Linked DNA regions of Mus musculus: region 2 is linked to region 1. Evidence: chromatin contacts called from public HiChIP or PLAC-seq data. All regions are on one chromosome and are shown on one strand. The core of a region is the stretch at or near the end of the contact, and the rest is flanking DNA. Distances in the headings are between cores, read along the strand shown. Region 1 overlaps Phip (pleckstrin homology domain interacting protein). Region 2 holds the start of Lca5 (Leber congenital amaurosis 5 (human)).

Region 1 (2,721 bases), core at 217-2,716:
CATTTATCAATATACACACACACACAGACATGGTTCTTTTTAAGTCATTTTAGCCTACTGGATATGTCTGAAGTTTAAAAATGACATTAATCCAGATCAAGTAAACATCAAATTCCATACATGTTTCCTGTATTGTCCTTGAATCCTTTAACCACTTAAACATTTTCTCTAAGATATCTCTGTCAAAGGACCCACCAGTGCATTATTTTCCTACATTTAGTACCAAAAAAAAGATATAACTCAGCATAATTTTGTAATAACTTGCTCTTTAGAATATATAGCTTTTCCAGTACTGAAAAGTGTATGCTGTCCTGACAGTCAAAAACAGGCTTTCCACTGCACTGATTCTCAGTCTTTGGCACAATAAACAGAGATAGAGTGACTGATATAAGAATCAAGGTCTGAAAAATTAGACAGTCAAATGTTTTCCAATGTGGATATGTTTCCTTTGCATCAATACATTTTTCTCCTAAGTTTGGCAGAAATGGAGTAAAACAAAAGCTTCCTCTAGATATTCTGTAATTGAACACCTACAGTTCACAACACTTTTCAGGATAACAAATGGTGGGAACTGGAAAGTTATCTTTAGAGGAAGCCATTCTTAATGTACTGCTACTCTTTGTAACATCTCTCTTCCTAGGGCATGCCTTCTGCTATCAGTAAAAATGTACCTCACTTGGTCAAAAATAACTCAATTTAAGAGGAAACATACTTTATCTCTAGGAATACTATGTTTCTTAATAGTGTAGCAGAGCTGTCTCTTCCATAAATAAACCAGAATTTATAACAGGTCCTCAATTTCAAACAGCAAATGAAATGAATGTGGAACCGAATAACCTACCTAAGGGCAATAAATAGCAAACATTTGAAATATATATGTATATAGATTTTTTTCATTCAAAGATGTAAATTATCTTCTAAATGTGTTTTTGTCCATTTTCCCAAGTCAAATTGTAACATTCCCTAATCCGTCATAGCAGCAAGGAAGCAGAGACCTTAGTTCTACTTACTCCTTAACTGTACCTGCGTTACAGATTTTTTAAAATGCAATATTTTGCTTCAAGTTACCAACCAATTAAATTAGCCTTTGCTTTTTCAGTCAACTTTCGGACTCGTCCTCTACTAGAAGTTCCAAATGTCAAGGAGGTGTCCTCGAACAACAGCTGTCTCTGTTCTTCCTCCGAGTCATCCTCATTATAGAAAGCTGTCCTTCGACCCTGATTTCTAGTTCTCATGTGAGGCTCAGAGCCTTTGAGTTCTTCAAACTCCTCTTCCTCATCTATAGGATCATCTGTTTTTTTCCGGTTACTTCTCCTTAACACTTTAACATTTGTAGGAACTATGAGTTCTGAATCTAGGTTGTGAGTTTTCATCTTCCTTTTGGGTTTTCTGCCTCCACGACTCTTTTTCTGTAACAAATCCTCCTTGACAGCATTAGTTTCAGAAAGGAAGTTGCATGTTGAAGAAGGAAGCACGTCAGCCCTGATGGGATGCATGTTATTTTGCTCAGAGTTTTCCTGCTTTGCACACTGCAGATTCTTGGGCTTTCTACCTCTTTTCTTGTGTGTCACTTCACCACTGCTGGTGTTAACTTCTACCTTGGGCTTCCTCCCAGGTCCTCTCTTCACGAGTTTTGATGGTTGTCCTCCATGGCCATTTACTTGAATGGTTCCTGGTATAAGAACATTGTTCTTACACTCTCCTGGAAAAGAAAAACAGTACACTTAATATATAACGGGCTTTTTGTTATTGTCTAGTCCTCCAACTAGTTGGTAACGGGACTAGCATACTTCTATGTAATGACAGAGTAATAGAAAGAAATTTGACAAATTTCTGCGATTACCTAAACATTTTTTATTTTCAAAATTATTTGCTGATTGACTTATTTGTTAGGTGTTCACGTGGATGAGGAGGAGGGAGCTCTCTCCTAGCCTAACACGGGTTCTTAGGATAGGAATGAGGTTGCCGGAAGGATAGGCACAGTTACCTGCTCACCTATCTTATTGTCCCCTGGGGAAAAATTCTTAAGACAGAAAGAGACATACAAGAATAGAAGACCTAAGTTAATGCTGTCATTGATAGCAAAAAGTACAAATTCCATTATCTACACCCTTATTACACATTCTAACATGTTAGGAGTTTCGTTTGGATCACATGAAATGATTGTATCCATTTACAGTTTATTACATCAAAGTACTACTTTACTGTTTAAATCACTAAACACAGGGTGTTTCGGTATCACTACTTTTAAGGAGTTAAGTCATGTTTGAAAAATAGTCTTATTATACAAAGTTTATAACTTTAATTTGGCCATCTCAATAAATAATAAGCACATTGTTATCTCTTGCTTTCAGTCATTTGATCAGTGAGAAGATTCAGAAAGTATGTACAGATTCAGAAAGAATATACAAATTTTAGCTTTTCTTCCATCTATGAATGTGACAGTAACTTCTATATAAAAGGAGAGAGTCTAGAGCCTAAAATAAATCTCCTGGACATGCAAAGTATCTTCCTTCTTAATCCCCTACCCAATATAATTAGGACCATTATTTGCTGCAGTAATTTACATCCGTTACTCTCCATCAAAACTGCCATAGCTTTGACATGCCTTACCTAGTCTTATCTACAAACTGTAAGTAATAATTATTCAACTGATATGTTTAAAGCTAGAGGACCCAGAATGATATTTAAAAGTTCTGAAAACCCAAAACTGTCAATTTA
Region 2 (2,700 bases), core at 187-2,686, 570 kb after region 1:
TTACCCTTTTCCTGGATGCCTGTAGCTCTCTCACCCGATCCCTCACCATTTAAATGACTTTTTAAATTTACTTACTTATATTTGATTATTTGTGTGCTTGTTTAGTTAGTAAGTTAGTTATGTGAGTGTTTTGTTGAACGCCTGTCTGTGTGCCATGGATACAGTTCCTGGTACCTAGAAGGGCCAGAAGACAGCGTAGGATTCCCTGGAACTGGAGTTACAGACAGTTGTGGGCTGCCATGTGGCTGCTGGGAATCAAACCTAGGGCCTGTGGGAGAGTAGTTAGTACTCTTAACGGTTGAATCAGCTCTCAAGCCCTAAGTTATGACTGTTGATCCCAAAGACATCTATCTAATCCTGAACGCACGGTTGAGCATCCATGTGTATGTGGTCAAGCCTACTCTGCTTGGGCCAAGAGTTAAGACCCTCAAACTTCGGGATTGAGATGTGCAGGCAGGAGCTGGTCCAGGACAGGAAACACGCGCACACACACACACACACACACACACACACAATTAATCAATCCTAAAAGAAAATTTACTTTCATAAAACCTTCCTCCACACCCCGCCCCCACCCCACTTACCCAAATATAGGTACAAATACCTCCGTAAAATTAATCCTCACAATGTGTCTACCATTCACTGCACTTCTCTGGAGGAAAAATACAGCCCCTAGCAACTTGTTACCAACCAAAAGATACCATTACGTATCAAGCCCATGAAGTGACTAAGAATTTACATTCAGGTGAACTGGTCACACAGGGAAACACTGTTCCCTTATTCAGCTAGCGCGAAACAAAAGGCATGTGCATCCACCCCAACTCAGTTCTGCCAACAGGTAGGTTTTGCTAACTACTTTCATTCGTTCCATTCCATCCCTCAATGATGTATAAAAATAATCCACAGCCTGGACCAAAGTGTCTCTCCCCTTTAACGACAGTGTTAACAATAATATCCTAGACTGTTCCAGAGTCTCTGAAAGGCTCCGCGCGCCCTCCTTTCCCATCCCGATCTACACCAGTCTCCAGGGGTTTCTTTCTGGTAACTTCGTTCTTCTTTGGATCCGTCTGCACATGCTTTCCTTCTGCTTTAGGGGGCTAACAAATCCCAGTCTCTCAACTTTCTCTTCCTTCTCTCCAAAGCATCCGCCGATCAGCCCCGCCTCGCCCCGCCCCATCACGTCCATCCCCCCCCCCCCCCCCCCCCGGCCGCAGACCTCCTCTCTCATCCGAGGCCCGCCCCTCACCCTCCAAGCTGGCACCTCCTGCTCCTGCCTGGATCATCGGCCGATCCCCGAGTCCGACCGACAGCTACGGTCCGAGACCTAGAGTACCCGGACGCTGCAGACTGCGGTTGCGGGGAGTTTGAACTCACTCACTGTAGGGACCACGGCTGCGGGCGGCGGCTCGGCGGCTTCGGCTCCTGGGCAACGGAGCAGAAGCCCAGCTTGCACCGCGGGAGGACCGGCCTCCGCCTCCCCCAGTTCCCATTGGTTACTGGACTCCATACGTTCATTTCTATTGGTTATTGTGGCATCGGAAGGCGGGATGGCGAGGAGAGAGGCATCAACCATTGGTGGGCCGGTGAGGCGGGGAACCGCGACCCGCGAGGACAGTTGCACGGAGCCCAGCACCCAGGACAGACCGAAAGAATGCCAACCCTTCTCATAGAGGGACGCCGGCTCCAGAAAGGGTCTGTGGACAAAACCCTTGGAAACCGGCCCTATTTTTTTCTGAATATTTTGGATTTCGTTATAAAGAAATCAATGTACTTTTCTGGTTCCGCTGAAATTGATGTGTAGGAGGGTGTGGACTTGATATTTTCATGATACTGCTGCCTGGGTTCTGGACTTTCTTGAGATAACACATCTTGAATATGGCTTGCGCATGATTTTTAAGTTCTGAAGGAAATCTGGGGCTAAAGGATAATGAGAACACGTTTGTTCTCGTTATGTTTTCAAAGAATTGTTTTTAAAGGAAATATTCTGAAGTGCATGACAGTGGGCTAAGGGCAGCTAGATGGCTAATTTTTCTTTTAAACTTGACAGTGCACACTAAGCAGTATTAATTGCAGTAGGTAAAGAAGCTATAAAGAAAATCTTTTCCACGGGGGCTCTGACGCTCTCTGAGCTTCTCATCCAGACCGTTTAATAAGACTGTTCAGTTCCCGATTGAAGCCTGCTGTCATTTATACTCCAGAAAATAGATTCAGGGGGTAGTAAGCGGTGAGATCAGGATAGAACCACATGGCTATTAACTTCCAAATCTAGCATCTTTAGAGCATTTCTCTAACAGGGTAATAGCATTACTGGCAAGTCAAAAAAGTATCTAAAATTTTAGAAATCTCCCAAACAAAATACCTAATTGTGTATAACATTTTCAGTGTCCTTATTACACCACACAGTGTTACTCTATCAGAGATAACAATTACTTTATTTGACCTTGAAAAAAAATAACCAAAATAATTTATAGTTCCTCAAAGCCAGTTTTACCAAATTGATGTTTTAAAGATTTGTCCCAAGTGTGATGATAACTTCACCTTTCTACATGGCATGACTTTGATCTGCCATTTTTATTAGGACTTCAGTTTTCTGATTATACCATTTCACTTCACTGTGTACTACACAGGTTACAGCTTTCCAGGAAAAAAGAACTGAAGCTACCAAACCACATTTTAATATTTTTACTAATTGAAACTATT

The links. HiChIP or PLAC-seq counts read pairs in DNA pulled down with a chosen protein or histone mark.
Region 2: a contact with region 1 is called in an H3K4me3 HiChIP or PLAC-seq map of bone marrow-derived macrophages, with 4 times the contacts expected there. The contact joins the promoter of Lca5 here to the enhancer-like site in region 1. A contact is called at or near these places in 7 of 39 promoter capture datasets (the 3T3-L1 cell line, the C10 cell line, cranial neural crest and 2 more), 3 of 115 datasets of contacts at active chromatin or transcription factors (bone marrow-derived macrophages, embryonic forebrain and large pre-B cells) and 1 of 9 other capture datasets (macrophages).

The regions. Positions count from the first base shown.
Region 1 is chr9:82,870,160-82,872,880 of GRCm38.p6, forward strand. Phip (pleckstrin homology domain interacting protein) reads right to left here. Exons shown (of 40, transcript NM_001081216.1): 40 at 1-1,702. The coding sequence ends at 1,065. Among named protein-coding and RNA genes, the nearest start is that of Gm38553, 18 kb to the left of the region's middle. Within about 2 kb of position 1,467, at least 1 of the 459 cell types and tissues checked has an H3K27ac peak or open chromatin away from gene starts, as enhancers often do. A contact at or near this core is called in bone marrow-derived macrophages, where this site is marked.
Region 2 is chr9:83,439,663-83,442,362 of GRCm38.p6, forward strand. It overlaps Lca5 (Leber congenital amaurosis 5 (human)), which reads right to left and starts at 1,437. Exons shown (of 8, transcript NM_027448.2): 1 at 1,247-1,437. The region is part of intron 1 of Gm2087 (predicted gene 2087); the gene reads left to right.